3 separate regions of the Mus musculus genome follow, and all the other regions are linked to region 1. Evidence: chromatin contacts called from public HiChIP or PLAC-seq data. All regions are on one chromosome and are shown on one strand. Each heading gives the region's core, a stretch centred on a gene start, on an enhancer-like site or on the middle of the called end of the contact. The rest is flanking DNA. Distances are from core to core; before and after follow the strand shown. Region 1 holds the start of 2410003I16Rik (a long non-coding RNA gene). Region 2 overlaps Gm31012 (a long non-coding RNA gene). Region 3 has its middle 37 kb from the start of 2410003I16Rik.

Evidence for each region. HiChIP or PLAC-seq counts read pairs in DNA pulled down with a chosen protein or histone mark.
Region 2: an H3K27ac HiChIP or PLAC-seq map of the HPC-7 cell line shows a contact between it and region 1, with 4 times the contacts expected there. The contact joins the enhancer-like site here to the promoter of 2410003I16Rik in region 1. A contact is called at or near these places in 6 of 39 promoter capture datasets (the C10 cell line, the HPC-7 cell line, cranial neural crest and 3 more), 2 of 15 datasets of contacts at CTCF or cohesin (embryonic stem cells and pro-B cells), 31 of 484 Hi-C or Micro-C datasets (B cells, the CH12 cell line, the G1E-ER4 cell line and 17 more), 13 of 115 datasets of contacts at active chromatin or transcription factors (the HPC-7 cell line, double positive thymocytes, embryonic stem cells and 2 more) and 3 of 9 other capture datasets (adipose tissue, liver and pancreatic islet).
Region 3: an H3K27ac HiChIP or PLAC-seq map of embryonic stem cells shows a contact between it and region 1, with 73 read pairs. The contact joins the enhancer-like site here to the promoter of 2410003I16Rik in region 1. A contact is called at or near these places in 1 of 39 promoter capture datasets (embryonic stem cells), 3 of 15 datasets of contacts at CTCF or cohesin (all in embryonic stem cells), 24 of 484 Hi-C or Micro-C datasets (the HL-1 cell line, cerebral cortex, cortical neurons and 4 more), 17 of 115 datasets of contacts at active chromatin or transcription factors (embryonic stem cells and stem cell-derived neural progenitor cells) and 3 of 9 other capture datasets (adipose tissue, embryonic stem cells and pancreatic islet).

What each region holds. Positions count from the first base shown.
Region 1 is chr16:94,008,855-94,012,471 of GRCm38.p6, reverse strand. 2410003I16Rik (a long non-coding RNA gene) reads right to left here and starts at 1,817. Exons shown (of 4, transcript XR_003951876.1): 1 at 1,361-1,817; 2 at 962-1,039; 3 at 1-617.
Region 2 is chr16:93,955,948-93,959,564 of GRCm38.p6, reverse strand. It overlaps Gm31012 (a long non-coding RNA gene), which reads right to left. Exons shown (of 2, transcript XR_385072.3): 2 at 1,843-2,726. It also overlaps a transcript of Cldn14 not described here. Among named protein-coding and RNA genes, the nearest start is that of Cldn14, 28 kb to the right of the region's middle. Within about 2 kb of position 1,949, at least 26 of the 459 cell types and tissues checked have an H3K27ac peak or open chromatin away from gene starts, as enhancers often do. A contact at or near this core is called in the CH12 cell line, the HPC-7 cell line, bone marrow-derived macrophages and 1 more, where this site is marked.
Region 3 is chr16:93,971,688-93,975,304 of GRCm38.p6, reverse strand. It overlaps a transcript of Cldn14 not described here. Among named protein-coding and RNA genes, the nearest start is that of 2410003I16Rik, 37 kb to the left of the region's middle. Within about 2 kb of position 1,559, at least 67 of the 459 cell types and tissues checked have an H3K27ac peak or open chromatin away from gene starts, as enhancers often do. A contact at or near this core is called in differentiating embryonic stem cells, embryonic stem cells and hematopoietic stem and progenitor cells, where this site is marked.

The DNA of each region.
Region 1 (3,617 bases), core at 568-3,067:
GACCAGGAAGCAGGAGTGGGTGGGTTGGTGAGTGGGAAGAGTGGGGAGGTTGCTTTTCCGGAGGGGAAACCAGGAAAGGGGATAATATCTGAAATGTAAATAAAGAAAATGTCCAATTAAAAAAGAAAAAGAAAAAAAAAAAGACATAAAGTCCACTGGCTTACTCTGACGACCAGGCTGCCCACCCCAAGGTCACTCAGAACTCAAGGCCATTCTCCTTGTAAGTGGGTTTGCATCATCTCTCCCTTAGCCCAGTCTCCCCAGGTCTAACCTCAAGCAGTTAAGCACATGGGCTGAGAGTCTGTCATTTCAATCACCCACTCACTGTAAGAAAGCCAAGGTGATACGCAAGGCTTTGTGGTCCTTGGCTTGCGGTTGGAGGATGCTCCAGCATCTTTACACTGCTGCAGAGCTGACAGCTCACACGGGATTCCAGGAAGCCGTTCGGCTGTCTTTTTGAGAACTGTGGAGTCCTGAGGTTTGGAGGCTCCAAAGCAGGTCTTGTTGCTCTGGGACCAAATTTAAACTCCAACAGAATGGAATGTCCTATCTCTAGAGACTTCCTTTCTTGGAGATTTAAGGTCCCTTCCTAACAGATGGTCTGTTGAGGGCAGAACCTGGGTCAAAGACAAAGTGGTGAATGTCGGATTAGCAATAAGAAACCTCACAAAACACACTAGGATGCCTTGAAACGCATAGGTAGGGAAGGGGGAGGCGAGCAGAAACTGAGGACCACATTTGACTTTGGGTGTAATTTCTGCACCCCCCGCCCCGACATCACCCCCCCCCTCATGTCCCTCCCCCACGATCCAGCCTGGTTTTTACTTCACTCTCCTGCTGCCTCTGTGACTTCAGTGACTGCTTTCCCCATCTGTTCCTCATCCTGTCTCCTGCCCCCTCTAGCCCCCCCTTGTCCCCTACCCCCCCTACCCCCGCGCAGAAATGGAGCCTTTCTCCCAACCTGTTTCTTTCTGCTGCTGACCCATTGCCACGGCAACTCTGCAGCGCAGCAACATACTTCCTCTTCCAGTTCTTGGCACTTCAGAGTAAAAGACAAAAAAAAAAAAAAAAAAAAGTCTGCTGCAGTGGTGCAAATCTCCCCCTTCTTCAGTGTGTTCACTCAGAAAGCACAGCTCAGCCCCTGTTTCTCGCTCCTAATCTCTGCTTCTCCTTCTGAGATTTATAGCTCAGATATATGTCTGCCCCTTCTTCAAGCTAGCTACAGGCTGGTGTCTTCATCCATCACCCTGCCTGCTATCCATCTCACACCGTGGTCAGTCCTCGAGGGCCTGCTGCACCGGCTCACCCTCTTCCCGTTTGCCTGGTGCGTTCCTTTTTCCTTTCTTCTTCTCCTCCTCACCTTAGTTCTCTTCCTCCTCCTTTTTCGTCTTCTTGCTCGTTTGTTTGTTTTTGAGACGGGGTCTTACTGCGTAGTTCTAACTAGCCTGAAACTCCGAGATCTGCCGGTCTCTCCATCCTGAGTGCTGGGATTTAAGGTTTGTGCCACCAGGGCCAGCCTCCTTGCATTTTTCTAATGGAAATTTTACACCTCCCCAGAGGACAGCAGTGTCAGGCACCTGCCTGGCCACCTAACATGGGTGAGGTGGGGTGGGGAAGAGTCCTTGTCTTTTCAGCAGCATCAGGCACCTGCCTGGCCACCTAGCCTGGGCCTCCTTGTCATCTCAGCAGCATCAGGCACCTGCCTGGCCACCTAGCCTGGGCCTCCTTGTCTTCTCAGCTGTTTGCCGTTGCACATAGTTCCCAGAGGGTGTTGGGAGGAACAACAGTCCCAAAGAATGGTCTACCAAATGAAGCACCATTCAGTAAAGAAATTGTTTCCTTAAACACACGGTCCCTAAAGACAAACAAGCATAGAGCTCGTTATTGGGGTCACATGGGCAAACATGCCTTGGGGACAGTTCATTCTGTGTGTCAACTTGGTTGGGCATGATCCAGATATGAGTCCAAAAGTTATCCTGGATGTTTCTGTGAGAATGTTTGTTTCTGTCTCAGGGCAGGCAGAAACCTGGAGGCAGGGGTTAATGCAGAGGCCGTGGAAGGGTGCTGCTTACTGGCTTGCTCGCCATGGTTTGCTCAGCCTGCTTTCTTATAGAACCAGGACCATCAGCCCAGAGATGGCCCCGCCCACAATGGGCTGGGCCCTCCCCCATCAATCACTAATCAAGATATCCCCTGTAGCTGAATCTTACCGAGGCACTTTCTTAATCAAGGCTCCCTCCTTTCAGGTGACTCTAGCTTGTGTTGAGTTGACATAAAAACTAGCCAGCACAGTTAAATCGATACAGTAGACAGCAGAGGGCATTATGCCCATGATGTAGGTGGCCTCATTTCGTTAGCTGGAGACCTAAATAGACAGGAAAAAAAAAAAAAACCCACTGCCAAGGGGGTACTCTGTTTAGGGAATGGTCTTGAAGTCGAACCACACTATTGACTCTCTGAGGGACTTTAATTAGTATATGTGCATGTATGAGTTAGTCTGTGCTCCTCAGCTAGCCTGTGCACCTGTGCGCTGTCTGTGGAGATCAATATCAAGTGTCCCCCTCAGTTGCTAGCCACCTTACTTTTTGAGAGAGGGTCTCTCACTGAGCCAGCTTGGCTGCCGGTTGGTCGAGCTCCGGAATTTGTCTCCCTGCACCCACCCACCCGGGGGTGACAGGCATGCATAGCCATGCTCAGCTTTTTCTTTATGCTTGCACGACAGTTTACCCACGAAGCACTCTCCAGGTCCTTGTCTGTCAGTATTTCTAAGCTCACTTTAAAGATCAAAACAGGCACAAGACACATATGCAAGGTCATTCATAATGGGGAACAGAGCTGGGACCCAGCTGGCCCGTGTGCCTGCAGGCTGCTTAGCTTCACAATCTGCCTGCCTTTCCCTGGTGCCAGGGTGGAGTCTCTTATACCAAAGTGTCTTGTGCATGTGGTATTGATAAGCTTGGGTAGTAGGTAGACCGAGTGGCTGAAGAAACGGGAAGCAGTGTGCATGCCCAGCCTTAAGCAAGTGTGGACTAATGTGAGTCTTGTCTTCTGCTGGACAAGACCTATCTAGACCCCAGGCTTCAGTGGAGATGAACACACCATGGAGGTGACCTGGGCAGTGACCAGGTGATGGGGGACAATTCCCCTGGCAATAAAGTCATTTACAAGTTAATCTTTACTTTCAGTCTCTCTGTCTTTCCCTCTCAGCCTTGCTGTGTCTTCCCCACTCACCTAAGGAGACACTTCTTGTGTGTGCGTTTCTTCTTGCCACCTGGACAGAGCTGCCTCTCTGGCCACTTCTGATCTCATCCTTCTCTAATACAATCATCGATCCATCGATCGATGCCACCCCTTCCACCAACTGTATTTCTTCCCGGAACCGCCTCACTGCCTTGACTTTCCTCTGGCTATTTTCCCATTTCTTAGTACTGTTCTCAATCTGAGCTTTCTTCTGAATTTGGACACCAAGTGTCACCAGCGGTGACGGGCAACAATGAGGCCTAAGAAAACAGGTCATTTGAGCTGCAGAGACGTCAGGGAAAGGCTCTCAGGACTCGATTGGCCTTTTGTTAGGAGAACAGAGACTTTATGAGCCGGCTGAGCGAGACACTGGCCCC
Region 2 (3,617 bases), core at 700-3,199, 53 kb after region 1:
TGACCCAGGTGGCTGAGGAAAGTTGCTACAGAAAGGGCCCAGGCACATGTAGAGTTTGACTTTTTCACCTGAGGGAAGAAACTCGGCCAGCTGTTCACTTTCTGCGTGTCAGGAAGCCCCATCACACAGAGTTTTGATGGAGAAAGAGCATTTTAGATGCAGAAAACCTTCTGTGTGCAGAGATACCTCCTTTCAAACATGATTAGTCTGTCTTGTCTGTAGCTTTCTGTTCAAATTATTTGTGATTCTACTAAGGAAAAACATTTCTTTGTAGCCACAACAGTCGTCTGAGCGGATGCAAATGAGCGTGTGAAGGGTTGAATTACCAACAGGGGACACTCCGGGCAGATCATCCTGGGTGCTGTCTGTCCTAGCTGGGTGAGTGCAAAGGACAGAGAGCCAAGCAAGGCTGCCATTTACTCTGTCTTTGGTAGAGATGGGAAGAAGACACAGAAGCCATTCCCAGAATCTTCTAGAAGTAATTTCTTAGAACCTTCTGGTCCACTCTGAGAGCTTCCCACAGCTTCTGGAGTGTCCCGCTACCTTGTAACATAGGCGTTGTTTCACTGAACAGATTTGTAAGTAGGCAGCATGGAACCTTGGGAAAATCACATCTCCAGGACAAGGGCAGATGCCTCTGTGGGGGTGAAGCCTACGAGAGACCCCAGTTCCTCTAGGCTGGCTGCCTGACGAAGGGACCATATGAACAGCTTCTTAGCTCTGTTCTCCTGTGAGAACAGAGTAAGCAGAGACCTGCACCCCATGTTGCCTTTTGTCTGAGAAGGGAATGTCGGGGGGGGGGGGGAGGGAACTTTCCAGAAAGAAGGGTTTCTTGGCTCTTGGCTTCTGGAGTCACAGAGATTCACAGCTTGGAGTCAGAGGGAAGGGTCAAATTGTGCCAATCAGTGGAGCTTGGCTCCGAGTTCTGCTATACCAAACCTAACGGTCATAAAGCGCTGGCCCCACAGACTAGCCATGACCAGTGGTGGACATCATTCTCTTACACGCCACCCTGCACAAGGTAAGGGTGCGTCAGCTTCAAATGTTTGTCTTTAATAATATAGAAATTATTAATTAATATAATAATTAGTCACTTGTCTCTAATAATAAAGATAGCAATTAGATAATTAAAAGCTAGTCACATACAAGGCTCTGGTCAGAAGGGAACTAGAAAAACACAGAGTCAAACACTTCAGGGTATTAGCCACCGCTTTTAAGAGTAACGCTTCTTGGGACTGGAGAGCAACACTCAAGACTCTGCACTGCTTCTGCAGAGGGACCTGGATTTGTCTCCAGTCGCGGGTGGCTTACAGCTGCCTGTAACTCCAGCTCCAGGGCCCCATGGCCTCTTCTTGTCTCTGCGGTATTCCTCCCGTGTGTGCATCCACCCACGAAGACACACAAACACACGGCTTTTTAAAAATTAACTTTAAAAAAAAATCTAAAACTAAAAAGTAAAGAATTCTAAAAGAACTAGACAATTGGGTCCATGTGGAAGAGAAAACTGGGCCTTTAGAGACAGAACAGAACCAATGTCCACCACCAATGTCTCGTTTCTGCACCAGAGCATCAGGAAAAGGAACACCCGGGAGAAGTAATCACAAACAGGGCGTCCAAGGACAACTATTCTTAAAACTGAGCTCTGGTGTCTTAAGCAGACAAGCTTACTTTTCCTGAGCAATAGAAGAATAAGCAACAAGAAAAAGGGAAAGAAAAAGGAATTAGGACATTAAATGTAAACGCCGTGGTGGATGCCTGAAGAGTGCCGATCCCCCTCCCAGCCAAACACTGTGACCGGCTGTCTCTTCTGTTTTCTCCCCAGAGAATTAAGAAACGACTGTATGATAATTCATTTGCCTTTAGCACAGGAACCACAAGGATATAACCACATATTACTCAAAAATGGGGAGTTCATGTCACATTATTTTCCGTTGGTGAGTAATGGACGGGAAACGGGAAATGTCACTAGAAGGCTGGCCGGCCATCTGGTGGGAGCTTTCCTGTGACCACGGCAGCTGATCAGTGTGGAAAGACTACAGCAGCGGGGTCTCAAGCTGTTAGGCTTCTCCAGGGAACTTGGGTTCATGCATGGAAGGCAGGCAATAAAGTCCAATTATTCTGGATGCGGCTGCAAAAGGCGTATGAAAATTATCTCACGCAGGGCAACGCTGCCGCTAAGTGTTTTTTAAAACAGCCATCAGTCATCCCAGGTAACGGAATCAAACAAGCCAATCCATCTCAGAGGAATGGCTCATTAATCAAAAGGTGGTGGTGAGATGCTGGCAATCTTTCATTGTTCCACGTGTGATATTTTAAATCCGACGTGCTGACAGGATGGTTGGTGGGTAGGAAATTATCACACCCAAGGAGGACTGCCAAACTCCACAGTGCCAGACCACTTGTGGGTCATCATTTATCACGGATCCCTGGTTTGCCCTGCTGAGGCGTTGGAGTCTTACCCAGTAGACATGGAGCCTGTAGTTGAAAACTTGACAGTGCTATAGACTCTTACTATTGAGTAATTGAAACTTTGGGGGAACCGTGAGGGCCCCTGGGGGCCTCAGAGCAGAGTCTTGACCATGGCTTCCCTAGACTCCAGAGGTCCTGATGCTCACAGCTGGGTCAGGGCAGGGCAGGGCAGGTCTATGAGGATGCGATTTCTTCTCAGCCCTCAGAGTTGCCGCTTCAGGAGCGCAGTAAGACTCTGCTACTTAGCTTGGGAAAGCCTGCAGAAAAGATTAATCACAACAGAAAGAAATTCTTCTGGTGTATGATTGAGCTAACTTCATGAGCGTCGAGTGCTAGCGGTTGCCTTGTGGGGCTTGACGTTTATTTAAATTGAGCATGCTTTTAAAAACAGTAATAACTAAGGGCTTCATCGGGTTCCGTTTGTCTCTACCTCAGTACAGATGAAACCCTCCACGGTCCTGCTGGGCTTTGTCTTGTGGGCTAATAAAGTCCACAGACTTTCCTAGGCTTAGTTTTGCCTAGAGGGAGGCGCCATGTGAAGAATTGAGTAAAAAGGGGAGATAGCTCAGCTGGGGAGATGGCTTACCCAGTGAGGTGCACAAACAGGGGACCCTGAGTTCAGTCCTTAGCAGGCATGGAAACACCAGGCTCCATGGCACAGAGCGTGTTCATAATACCAGGCCTGAGTGAGGGGCCTGGTAGGTCCCCAGAGCTCACTGCCTTCCCCCAATCAATGAGGTCCCGGTATAATGAGGCCCTGTCTCCAAAACTGAGATGGAAAGTGACTGAAGAAGTCACCTCTGGCCTCTGGCAGGCATGAACATGTACAGATGCATACAGGTCACACAATAATAGTAACAGCAATAATGAACTACGGGGACTGAAAGCTCCTGTTGGAGGGAAGTGAATTGGTGACTATGATGAGAGTTCATAGTGATTTAGTAGTTCGTTACTCTCCTAGATGTCAATGAAGGGTTTGGCTTTTGCTCTAAATGGATACTTTTAATTTGCCAACTAAAATTATTAAAAATATAACTTTTTTCTTTAAAAAAAAAAAGAAATCTACTTTCTTGTATAAGAGTGTAAGCACTTGTCAGTGCGCATGTACACATGTGTAGGCAGGTGTGAGTACACATGTGTATATGTGT
Region 3 (3,617 bases), core at 310-2,809, 37 kb after region 1:
TCTGAGAGTCCACGACCTCGGAAGTGTTACAAAGTCCCAGGCTGCAATCTGTTTCCTGGACGAAGCTGTCCAGAGGACCCTGCGTGGGATCAGCCCACTGACTCGACTCATGCTTACGGAGGGTCTGAAGACCACGTGGGAAGACCATCCTTTCTTGATGAGGTCCATGTTCCAAAACAGGCATGCCCCTCACCCAGCCTCAGTGGGCCTCCGGGGCTGTTTCAGCACAAGCAATCCTAATCCTGGTTTTTAACACTACAGATTCCAGATCATGAGCATTTTAACTAGGTGGCTGTGTGTTAGCATTCTGTCTAAGCTCCACCCCACAGTTACTTGGCAACAGCCAGGTATGCTCCGCCCCACAGCAACAGCCAGGTAGGCCTGACCTACTATGAAAGGGGCTGCTTGCCCGCTCCTTGCTCTCTTGCCCTCTCTTGTTTCTCTCTTGCTCCCTTGCTTTTTCCCTTCCCTCCTCTCTCCCCATTCTCTTCCCGCTCTCTCTCCACGTGCTCATGGCCGGCCACCTCTCCTCTCTCCCCCTCCCCCTCCTCCTCCTCCTTCTTCTTCCTCTCTCTCTCTCTCTCTCTCTCTCTCTCTCTCTCTCTCTCTCTCTCTCTCTTTCTGCTTCTACTACCCTCTTAACTTCCTTCCCCATGCCCTGAATAAACTATTCTACACTATACAATCGTGTGGCTGGTCCCTCCGGGAGAAGGGATGCCTCAGCATGGGCCCACCGAGGCATCCCTTCTCCCATACCTCACCACACATCCTTCTCTCTTTATCTTTTTATAAACACATCAGAGTGTGTGTATGGCGGTGGGGGGGGGGGTCGTTATCAGCTTATTTCAGTTAAAACGTACCACAGAGTCCTGGACTTTAATATGGAACTTCCTTTTGACATAGAAGTTATACTAGGGGCTGTGGAAAGGGACACCCTCCCCCCTGCCAAGTATTTCAATAAGGAAGAAATGAGTCTTCAACCGTTCAGATCCTCAGAGCTCAGGCACCTGAGGAAGTGGACGCACAAGATGCCGATCCAGAGAGAGCAAACTCCTTTTGCTGAGCACTGAGATACTGGGAGGTCCTTTGATGGTCGTCTGTGATCTTCTGCAGGGGCGAGGGGAGTCCTTGTCTTCAAAAAACGTTGCAAGGATGGACTCCAGTGTCTGGACACACGCCTGATGATGTATGTGAAGGATGGTCTTTAACTAGTAACCCCCCAAAAGACCAAACCAAACCCAACTCAGACCCTTACTGCGGCTCGCTCACACCTGAGATTCCAAAACTCTTTAAAAACACTCCTGCAGCCGGGCAGTGGTAACACACACCTTTAATCCCAGCACTTGTGAGGTGGAGGCAGGCAGATTTCTGAGTTCGAGGCCAGCCTGGTCTACAGAGGGAGTTCCAGGACAGCCAGGACTGCACAAAGAAACCCTGTTTCGAAAACAAACAAACAACAACAAAAAATCCACAAACAAAAGCACTCTTGCTAGAACTCATGAGGACACCACTGACTTAAGTGGAGGAACAAAGAAACTCCTCCCCTTCCTCTCTCCGCCCACAGCCCCTCCCCTTCCTCTACCCATACCCCCTTCTCTCCCTCCCCGGCCCCTTCCAGCCTCCCTCTTCTCCCCCTTCCTCTATCTCTCTCTGTGGGTTTCTGTCTGTAATGCCCCTATCCCAGCCCCCGCCCCCACCCCCACCAGAGTCCCCTGCTCTGGTCCAGAGCTGAAGACCCAATAGTTTTCAATTACCAAGAGCCCTGCAAGCCGTTCTGTGTCTACCCACAAACACCACGGCGCCGACCTGTATTTACAGTCCCTTTAGCAAGCAAAGGCAACTGGCACCCACCGAAGTGGCCAGGGCATTGTGGGTTTGTAACTGCGTTCCTTTCAGTGATTAGTAAACCTACTGGGCTAATCGCTGCTCTGGCTGGTCCTTACAGTTGGGCTCCTGTCACCGTTTATCAATCAGATCTCTGCCTATCTCTCCCAGCTGTCCCAGCCCATATAAAGTTGATTTGCAGTCCTGCCTCAAGGAAGGAGTAAGATTCATGCTGAAGTACACATAGAGTAAAACACGGAGACATCTCTTTTAGGCTCAGTGGGCTTGCGAGAGTGTGGTTTGCTTTAGGGAGGGACTGCCTGCCTGTGGCCGGAGCAGGAAAGTTTGAATTCTCCTTAGCCTCAAATTCACTGTTTAGCCCAAGAGAGGTTTCCCTCTGGAGACCCTCGGGGGGGTGTGTGTAACAGGGGGATCGCAGAGGAAAAACGTCAAGGACACCCAGAATCCACGCTGTGGGAGAGTTGGAGACGTCCGAGAGGCTCCGTTCACAGGGTGGGGGTCCCTGTCAGCTCAGACTTGGGTCTCTGATGCAGAGACTGTCCCCAGAAATGTCCACCTTAGGAAAGGCTAGGCAAGAGCAGACTGAGGACCTGGTGAAGGTGCAGGGTGAGCCTCCTGATTCCTGCATGGCATCCCTGCCAGCTCTCTGGTAAATGGAAACCCGGGCTTAGGGGAGCCAAGAGCTTACAGGACTCCTAAGATCTCGAGTGTCACTCTCTGGGTCCCCAAATGAAAACCTAGCTGACAGAGGACCCTGGCTGCAGGTGTGGGAAATTCAGTAATTGGGTAATTCAGTTTCCTCACCTAGTAAAAAGTGGATAGCCCTCAGCATCCCATGCTGCTACCCATTATAGGAACTGACCCAAAACTTAGAAAAACATGAGGAAGGAGGTGACAGAGCTGGGTGACCTTCTGCTTTTCAGAGCCCACTTTCAGCCATGTTAGCTCAGTTTTACCTCATCTCAAGGTGGGAAGAGGTGTGTGTGTGTGTGTGTGTGTGTGTGTGTGTGTGTGTGTATGAGATGTGTGATGTGTATGTAATGTGCATATATGTATAGTGTGTGTGATGTGTGTATATGATATGTGTGTATATATGATGTTTATGTATGTATATATGGTGTGGTGTGTGATATGTGTGTATATGATGTGTATATGTGTATGATGTGTCTTTAAGTATTGTGTGTGTGTGTGTTTGTGATGTGGGGATATGATATGTATTATAATGTGTGTGTGTGTGTTCGTGATGTGGGGATATGATATGTATTATAATGTGTGTGATATGTGTGAGTGTATATGAGTGATGTGTGTGCATGGTGTATGTGTATATGGTGTGTATGTATATGGTGTGTATGTATGGTGTACTTGTGTATGGTATGTGTGTGAGATGTGTGTGTGATGTGTGTGTATGGTGTGTATGTATAATGTGTGTATAGTGTGTGTGTGATGTGTATGTGAAATGTGGGGGGTGTGTGTGTGTGTGTGTGTGTGATATTGACTGGCAGAGCAGGTTTTCCACGTATGGCAATAGAGCCAGATCCTGGGCTCAAGTCCCAGCCTGAGCATGCGTTAGCTGGCCAGCCTTGGGAACACTGCCTCAGTTGACTTCTTCATGAAGTGGCCTGATAAGAATTCAGTCTCATTGAGCTGGTGTAACAATTGTGTACAGTTCTCAACTGTTCTAGTATCCACGGTTACTGCCAAATAACAACATACTGACATAGGACAGTCTAAGACCAGGAACACAGAAAGCCCCTGACCTTAGATGTACGCCG